Linked DNA regions of Mus musculus: region 2 is linked to region 1. Evidence: chromatin contacts called from public promoter capture Hi-C data. All regions are on one chromosome and are shown on one strand. Each heading gives the region's core, a stretch centred on a gene start, on an enhancer-like site or on the middle of the called end of the contact. The rest is flanking DNA. Distances are from core to core; before and after follow the strand shown.

The links. Promoter capture Hi-C pulls out the DNA fragments that hold promoters and counts their contacts.
Region 2: a promoter capture Hi-C map of hippocampal neurons shows a contact between it and region 1, with 4 times the contacts expected there. The contact joins the enhancer-like site here to the promoter of 1700051A21Rik in region 1. A contact is called at or near these places in 5 of 39 promoter capture datasets (embryonic stem cells, hippocampal neurons, liver and 2 more) and 1 of 115 datasets of contacts at active chromatin or transcription factors (embryonic stem cells).

Annotation. Positions count from the first base shown.
Region 1 is chr11:72,265,116-72,269,570 of GRCm38.p6, forward strand. It overlaps 1700051A21Rik (RIKEN cDNA 1700051A21 gene), which reads left to right and starts at 1,729. Exons shown (of 2, transcript NR_045922.1): 1 at 1,729-2,410; 2 at 2,766-3,441. It overlaps Slc13a5 (solute carrier family 13 (sodium-dependent citrate transporter), member 5), which reads right to left and starts at 1,489. Exons shown (of 12, transcript NM_001004148.4): 1 at 1,349-1,489. The coding sequence starts at 1,450.
Region 2 is chr11:74,567,081-74,571,567 of GRCm38.p6, forward strand. It overlaps Rap1gap2 (RAP1 GTPase activating protein 2), which reads right to left. Exons shown (of 25, transcript NM_001015046.3): 2 at 136-171. The coding sequence starts at 158. Among named protein-coding and RNA genes, the nearest start is that of Rap1gap2, 21 kb to the right of the region's middle. Within about 2 kb of position 1,546, at least 18 of the 459 cell types and tissues checked have an H3K27ac peak or open chromatin away from gene starts, as enhancers often do. A contact at or near this core is called in hippocampal neurons, where this site is marked.

The DNA of each region.
Region 1 (4,455 bases), core at 479-2,978:
ACTATAATTATTCCAAGGAACATCACTCCCCGCCAGCAGAGCTAAAATCACAGCTTCCTAACCTGGATGCCTCCCACAGACGGGAATGGCCCCGAATCTCTGGATGCTCGCTAACAGAGTGGCAGCGGATGAGTCCGCACAGTTGCTCTGCTCTCCTTGGCCCATGTGGAGCCTCTGCTCAGTATGTTTCCTCTGCCCCCCCCCCCGCGCCCCAATCCTAGGAGCCGGAATGATCCCCTTTTACTCCCAGAATCCAGTCACCCCATTGTACCCATCAAAGCACCCGGGGCCCGGAGAGCAAAGGGTCTTGCTGAAAGGCACAATGTGAAATGACTAGAAGCCCACCAGGGGACACCCCTCTCCTCTCAAAACCTTCCCTGAAGAGAGCCACTGTTTCTCAAACCTGCCTGTGGAGGGGAAGCAGGATCCGAGCAAGGTTTCCTGTCTGGGCTGAGAGTGAAAGGGTAGCCACATAAGGCTTCAAAGAGCCCTGGCCTCGCCAAACTGGCTGCACACAGCCTGACAGAGCCGGGGCCAGCGCTCCCGCCCTCCTCTGCTCTGCAGCCAAGGCCATTCATTCTCTCCCTTCCTCCCAGGAGCACCAGGAGGCCAGGGAATGGGACTCAGCTTCCCCAGCAACCGAGAGCCATGCCACCCAAGGCGTGAGCTCTGGGAATACGTCCTGCCTCCTCACACTGACTGCCTCAGCAGGCGGTGGGCAGTGCCCGACCTGCCTTTCAGGCTGCAGCAGGATTTGAACTCGAGAGTGGCTTCCTTGGCTTCCGAGCTAGAAAGAAATATAGATCATAGATGGGGAACCTGAGCTTCAAATATCAAGGCCAGATTATGGCAAAGGCATGATCCACTCTGTTCCTGTAGTTCCCTGCCTGAAGGCATCTACAGCTAGGAAATCTCTCTTTCCTAGAGAAGAGGCACAGAGGGAAAGAAAGCCCAGCCTTCAGAGTCTCTACTAGCTCGAGCATTATCTTTGAGCTGGACTAGCGTTGGTTGTGCACTCTGGGAGGAGATTTTGAGTCAGAGGCTAAGCCTGTCGAGGGGTCTGTGTGGTTCAGATCTGTTCTAACGTCCAGGTTTCCGTGTTTGCCCGGACGGCTCTTGCGCCCTGAAATCGGTGCACTCTAGGACGTGTTCACCTTAGGGTCTGTGCGTCCCTCGGATTCTTTGCAGAGCACCTCCTATCTGGTGCCTGGAGCGTCTGAGCACGCGTCCCAGGGGAGCTCGTCCCCACGGAGGAATCTATGCGTTCCAGCTCAGCGTTCCCGGGTTCCGTGCCCGTTATTGCACTGGGCACCCGGATTCCGCCAGGCTGCCCAGACACGCAACTGACCTTGTCAGGTATCAGAATGACGAGTGGAAGCATCAGGATCGGGGTGAAGAGCAAAATCGCAAAGGACTTGAACTTGGTCACACAAGTCTTCGCCGAATCCATCGCGTGAAAGGGAGACTGACTGGAGGGAGAAAAGATTGCGAGGCAGCTAGAAGCTTCACGAGCTTAAAAGGGGGACGCGCGGTCCCACCGGATTGGGGGCGGCTACAACTCCGCCCCCCATTGCCAGGCCTCCCTGCGGTCCTGGGGCGGAGCCACCCCTCGGGGTCTGTGGGGAGTGTCTGTCCCAGGACTCTGCCACCCCGCGGCAGAGTGAGGCGTTTGCAGATTTCAGTGCTTGGCACCAGCCCTCTATGGAGAGGACTGGACCCTGGCACCTCACCACTTGCCAGCCCGTTGGCGCTGCTCTGGTCCTCAGTACCATGCAGGGTGTGCCGGTCATTCTGCCAGCTTAAGCGTGAGGACCCTTTGTGTACTCTCACCTGCTCTCTCCTGGACTCCGGAATGTCCCAGATGAAAAACACCAGCCTGTAGGATTCTCAGGCTTCTCTCTCCAAAGCGTTCTCCTTCTCATCCCTATCCCGGAGGGGCGTCTCCTAGAGGCGATGGCCGAGCCCTGCGCCACCGCGGTCTTCTCACCTCCAAGATCCGCTGGCTTCCTCCTAGCGTTAGCCCGACTCTAGACATAGAACCCATTTCCCTCCTCGTGCCGTCTCCTACCCAGCGCACCGTAGGCGCTCTAGAGGGACCGCTAAGGAAGGCGGTCACTGTCCTCGCAGACCGAACGACTTTTACCCTCCAGCGAACGCGCTTGCGCAGGCCGGCCGTCTTTGCCCAGGCGCGGGTAGTTGCTGCCGCCCACTTACCAACCACCTCGCTAGTACCATTTTATGGTGGGAGACGGGGCCTTAGAAAAGAGGGGGCATAATCCTGCCAACCATCATCGAGGCATTCGTTCATTCATTAATCCTCCCCTTAACAGACCTGTGTGTAGTACCTGCTGTGCTAAGTCCTGTTTGGGACACCAACACAAGAGGGTGCAATGACATTATTGACACTTCGGTGAGTTCTTTCTCTTCTGCCTGCCTCTCATTCTCCTCTGGGGAGTCTTATCCACAGGCTACTTGACACATGGCTGAGTCCAGATTCCTGTACAGTCAGCTCTCACCACTGATCAAGATGCTATCTAGTTGCTGACATGGTTAGCGTGTTTACGACTAGGATGGCTGCTTCTGTTCTAAACATGGAAACCATCGGCGTACTCTGAACTATATACAACAGAGACCGACTATTAGCACGGCACTTACACTGTGTGTTAGGTGTTGCAAGCAATCCAGAGATGAAGTAAAGAATAGGTTATATGCAATTGCTACGAATTATATGAGACTAACCTCTCCTCCCTCTTCTCCACCCCTAGCCCTGCCACCACCACCACCAGGAAAGAACTACTGAATTCCCCACCTTCTCAGCCTGTGAATGTCGAAGGCCCTAAAACAGAACACACATTTGTATCAAGATTTTTGACTCTGTTCCTGTGACCTGCCTGTCACCTTGCCCTCAAGTCTGCAACTGCCTTCTTCAGGCCCTCTCTATTTTCGGTTTGTTTGCTTGTTTGCATCTATGTGGCCCTGGGCCCATCCCTTCCCCCAGGGCAATTAAAACTAGAGTTCCTGCTTTGGGGTGTGTGTGTGTGTGTGTGTGTGTGTGTGTGTTTCAAGACTCTATGTGTATGAGTATTTTGCATGCATATATATGTGTGTATCATTTGCATGTCTGATAACCCCAGAGTCAGAAGAGAGTGTCAGAGTCCCTGAAACTGAAATAATAGACAGTTGGGAACAGCCATATGGGTTCTGGGAAATGAACCCAGGTCCTCTTCCAGCAAGAAGAGTGAGTCCTGCTGTTAACCATGGAGCCAGCTTTCCAGCCTTTTGGAGTTTTTATTTAATCTTCGTTTTATTTATCACCATGTGCCCACTTAACACCCTTTACCAGGCCTCATTCAGGACGTTCACTCAAAGTCTGGGATCTACGATGCTGGTCAACCATTCTGCTGTAATTTAAGTGCTTTAAAGTCTATAAAGTGTGCGCTGCAGCTAAATGCCTGAATCCATACTCTGTCCCTGTGTGGCCTTGGTGGATGTTTCCATTCTGGATTCATCTTCTCATATATAGAATCAGATCAACTTTGATTCCCAGTAGTCGTTTTAAGACCCCCAAGTCAATGTTCTGAGTGTTTAAAGTAGCTCTGTGGCTTACAGTCAGCCATCAGTGGCATTCGCCCTTGCAATAATATGGGACACACTGTGGGTATCCTTGGGCAAAAGATCTTCCAAGTTCGAGGAAGGCTTCATAGAGGGGGGCAGCATTTGAGTGGAGACTTCAAGGTAAAGAATTTGCCAGGGAAAGCTAGTCAAAACCATCACAGAGTGTTCTCTCAAACATGGAGCTCAGATTTAAACTGTGTGTGTGTGTGTGTGTGTGTGTGTGTGTGTGTGTGTGTGTATTAACATATAAGGGGTCGTGAGACCAGGAAGATGCTGGAGGAGAAGGAGCACTACCAGAAGTGGAAAGAGAGCAACAGGATCCATAATGTGACATAAAAGTAGAAGGGAGGACTGTCTGGGAAGGGAAAGGAACCATGGGGCGGGGCGCCGCACAGAGAAGGCGACAGGGGAAGGGACAAACAGAAACAAACGGCACACATGCATGAAGATGCCATCTTGAAACCCAGTACCCTGAATGCTCACCCAAAAATCAGTCAAATGTAAACTTCCAAAGGCAGTTTATCCAAGGTCATTCAGGGATGTTGGAAACTAGTGTCACAACAGCAAAACACAAGTCAATGAAGAGTCCGTACCAGGTTCAGGGACGAGCAGACTACCACACAGCTTTTACATGGGTACTGGGAACAAAACTCAGGTACTTAAGCTTGAGCAGCAAGCACTTTACTGAGCCATCTCTCCAGCACCCCGTACCCCACCTTGCAAGGGATTTTTAAAAAATCCAAATATTCAAGCAAAAAAGAAAGTAATCAGGAATAAAGATTATTTTAGAAAACAGTGGATTTTGTAGAAATCTATCTGAATCACTGGATACTATTTTGA
Region 2 (4,487 bases), core at 296-2,795, 2.3 Mb after region 1:
TCAGCCAAGCCTGGAATCTGACAGTACACAGCATCCAACTGTTAAACGCAACCTGGACAGAGCGAGCCTCAGGGTGCAAGGAACCCTGCTCTGTTGTCATCTCTGACCTCTAAAGAATAGGAAGAGGCTACTTACTTGACCTTCAGACCCGCCAGCATGGTCTTGTCAATCCTGCCAAGAGAAATGCAAGGGTTTCAGTCAGTGTGAGGATGCAGGCTCCCTTCTGCATCTGTCCTACAGGGAACGCGGCTACAAGACAAATCTCCAAACCAGGAAAGGAAGTCTCAGTTCCATGAAGAACTGGGCCACACATACTTCTTTGGGAAGCTTTCCTGGATGGACTTTCACTGTCAACCTGATACCATCGGAAACTATCTAGAAAGAGAATCTCAGCAGAGGAATTCTTTAGATCAGCTTGGCCTGTGAGCATGTCTCTGAGAAATTGCCTTGATTGATAACTGATGTAGGAGGCACCAGCCCACTGTGGGCAGCACCATTACCTAGGCAGGTGGTCCTGAATTGGTAAGGAAGTTAGCTGAGGACTGGAAAGATGCACTCAGAAGTTAAGCACACATGTTGTTCTTCCAGAGAACCCACGTTTAATTCCCAGAGCCTACACTTGGGTGCTTACAACCATCTGAACCTCCAGTTCCAAGAACATCTAACAGTCTTAGCCTCTGTGGGCACTTGCATTCATACACACATACCCCCACATAGGCACATACATATAATTAAAAATAAGGAACTGTCGGGCATGGTGGCACACGCCTTTAATCCCAGCACTCAGGAGGCAGAGGCAGGCGGATTTCTGAGTTCGAGGCTAGCATGGTCTACAAAGTGAGTTCCAGGACAGCCAGGGCTGTACAGAGAAACCCTGTCTCAAAAACGCTCCCCCCCCCAAAAAAAAAAATAAGTATGCCTATGCCTATGCCTGTCTGCCTGCCTGCCTGCCTGGCCAGCCAGAAAGCAGCATCCTGGTTCCTGTCATGCTTCTTTGACTGTGAAATGAGCTCCTTGGTCAGAGATAATGCTGTGTGCAATAGCAAGCTGGCCTGTCTTCGTGTTCCTGCCTTGACTCCTCTCAGTGACCCTTTCTCCCCTAAAGGTGCTCTTCTCAGGGTGTTGTCACGGCAGCAAAAATGAAACTGGAACAGAAAGAGACCAGAACACTCTGCTTAGAGATGGAGAGTAGGCTTCAAAGAAGTGAATCTCTGGTCGGGTCTGACTCTAGACCAATGGTGACCCCCAGCCATAAAATTATCTTCACTGCTACTTCTTAACTGTAATTTTCCTACTGTTGGGAATCATAGTGTGAATATTTTTGGAGATGGAGGTTTGCCAAAGGGATCTCAACCCATGTGTTGAGAACCGGTGCTCTAGAACTTCCAATACTCTGTGTGGATGCCACGGGAGATAACAGTACCCCGGCCACAGGAATGCTCCATCAGGCAGGTCAGAAGCCAACAGCAGACTCCAAGGAGAGCTGCAGGTTGGTTCAAGCTGGGAGCAGGGAAGAGCACATTGGCTGCAGATGCACAGCATCACTCCCCGCCCCTGCCTGCACCACCTTCTCTGGCAAAGGAGGCAGTGTGTGAGGTTCTATTTTTACCCCCACATATGCCAGCCCTTATGGCTGGAAACGGAGGTCCCTCCCCCCATCAGAGACACAGTGGGCAATGGTCTCCCTGCATAAGTCTTTTATTGACCAGAGGTCACTTCACCCATGTCACCATTGTGACTGGTGCCAGCACCATCCCTTAATGGTCACCACCACCCGAATCACTTCCATAGCCAGTGTCATCACTGTCACTCACAGTGTCCTTACCACCATGTCTCCATCACACTGGTGTCAGCATCATCATTAACAGTCAACACCATGACAGCATTAATCACCCCAGTCACTACTGGTGTCATCACCCACTTCATATCATACTTCAAGTCACCACCATTACAATGTCATCCATCATGTCACCATCATGACCAGTTTCACCACTACCACTATGTCTTTATCTGTGTCACCACTGATATCAGTGTCTCCCCAGAGCCACCACTACCTTCAATGTCACTGTCACCGCCATTGTCTCCACCACCACTAGTGTTGCTATCATCAGTGCCACCAGCACCTCAAAGAAGCTTGGCACCCTGAAAGTTCACTCAGGCCTCAGTTTTCCCAGTTCCTTCCCATAGGCAGGCTCTCAGGGAAAAGAGGGCAGAGGCGTAAGGGGTCCACACGGCAAGTGCACAGATGCCCAGACATTCCAGGCTGGCATTAAGCTCTGAGCTGTGCTAGAGCTTCCCAGTAGAGAGTAGGATCCCCTTTCTCTGAGGATCCTCCAGCACCTCATCTCAGTCCCTAACAGCAAAACCAGATACAACACCAGGGCATGTGGCCTCTGTTCCTCTCTGTCTCTTCCTCAGCCCTACCTGGGCTCTTTCCTTAAGGTTTCCACACTGAAGACAGACCCTCCTGCCTTCCTATTCAACCTAACAGAGCCCCATATCTATGCCGTTGTTAGAACCCCACCACCACTACCACCACACTCATAGCCAGAGCCATCCGATGAAAACAAGCCCACGCATCCTACATCTTCCCTAGGAATTTCTCTTAATTATTCTAGCAGCCCTCTGCTACAGCAGGGGTCCCCACTGACACATGGTGAAAGTGAGGCCCGGGAGGAAAGCTGTAGTTTGGGCAAGGCTGTGAGGTGGGGGCTGGTCCTTTCAGAAATCCAAGTCCCCAGCTTTTCTGTTTCCTGAAGCACCTCACTCATTTTACCATGACAGAATGCATTGACAACAAACGGAGCCTTTGGAACTCCATCTGAGGTCAACTTCCGCTGTCTGGGAGGATCTGGGATCCAGGATTCCACAGCTCCAATCAGCTGCATCCCCTCCCAGCTGCCAGCTGTGCCCAGATGACTGCTACACTGCAGTCCAGACCTCTTTCCTAATTTAACGCTATGAAAAGTCCTTTGCGTCACTCCAGACTCAATGGGTCTCACCCTATCGTTGCATTGGAAACAACCCAGTTATCCCAATAGCATCTACTGAGCATATGTTCAACATGCCAGGAAGGTCCTTGCTCCCATGGTGAGCCAGATAGAATCAGGCCTGTCACCCTAGAACCTAGTTTAGAGGACAATGTGGCTAACATATAAAGAGAGTCCCTTGGACATAGGTCATTCTCCCCACTGCTGTCTTTGCCTCTGACAGCTGTGGGTGACACACTATGCCCCCTGCCTTACCTGGCCAGGTTTAAACCATCAGCCGGTTTTGCTTGGGAGCGCTGAAGCAATCTGATGCACAGAATTGCTACTTGTAGGGGCTGGACAAAAAATAGATCAAAACAGTAGTGACTGGGAAGAGAGTTCAGTCATTAAAGTAACTACTTTGCAAGCTGAATATCTGAGCTGGAGCCCTGGACGACACATTAAAAATATATATATATAAGCCAGGGATGAGGGCACACACTATTAACCCCATGCTGGGGAGGCAGACAAGAGGGGAACTCCTGGGCTCTCTGGCCAGCCAGTCTAGGCTAATCAATGAGAAGCAAACCGATGAGAGAGCCTGTCTCAAAAGTAAATGAATAAATAAGTGGGCTCCTTCCTGCTTGGCTGCTAGAAGAGCACTGCCATCACAAATGACACGGAACTACCCAGAGCAGGAAACCCACGGCCAACCATCTACTTCAGAGGCTGCCCTTTACCCTAGGGAGGCAACAGCCCCTAAGACAGAAATCCAGGGAAAACTAGCCAAAATGTACAAGAGCGCACCAGATGTCTTCTTTGTATTTGGATTCAGACCCTGTTTGGGTGATGGTGAGACAACTGGTTTAGGCAGGATTCGTGATTCCCTGGGTTATGCAAACAAAAAAGAAAAAAAAGTGAGCCCAGACAGAGACTTGCAAGACAAGGGGGTGGGGAAGAGCTTTAGAAAACAGAGGGAGTGTGCAAGAGGAAGGTCGGGGAGACTGCAAAGGCCAGAACTGGTGTCCCAGACAAAGGGAACCAGATCGTGGACAATAGCTAAAGGAGCAGAGAGTCTGTGGTGACTCAACCTGCCATGGTCATGAACATCTCTACAGGAAGAACTAACAGACTAACAACTTTAACAATGAATAAACAAACTAAGGAATGACACCTGAAGGTGTCTTTTGATCTGGACATATATGATCACTCTCACACATGTGCCTGCACACACAAACCTGAATAAATCAAACACTGGATAAATTAAAACAGACTAAGACCTAAGCCTTGCAAAGCAAGCTCTCTGATGGCGGGCCCTTGGCATAAGCCACACTTCACAGGTGGGTCTGGGAGAACAAGATCCCATTACCTAAGCTCTGGCCTGCAGTGATCCCAGGCTGACGTCACACACCCCTCCCAGAGCAGGAAGCAGACTATGTGACTCAAACCCAGACCCTCCATCAGGACAATAGGCCTTATCCCAGGACTGGGGATGGCCAATGAGCAGACACCACCCAA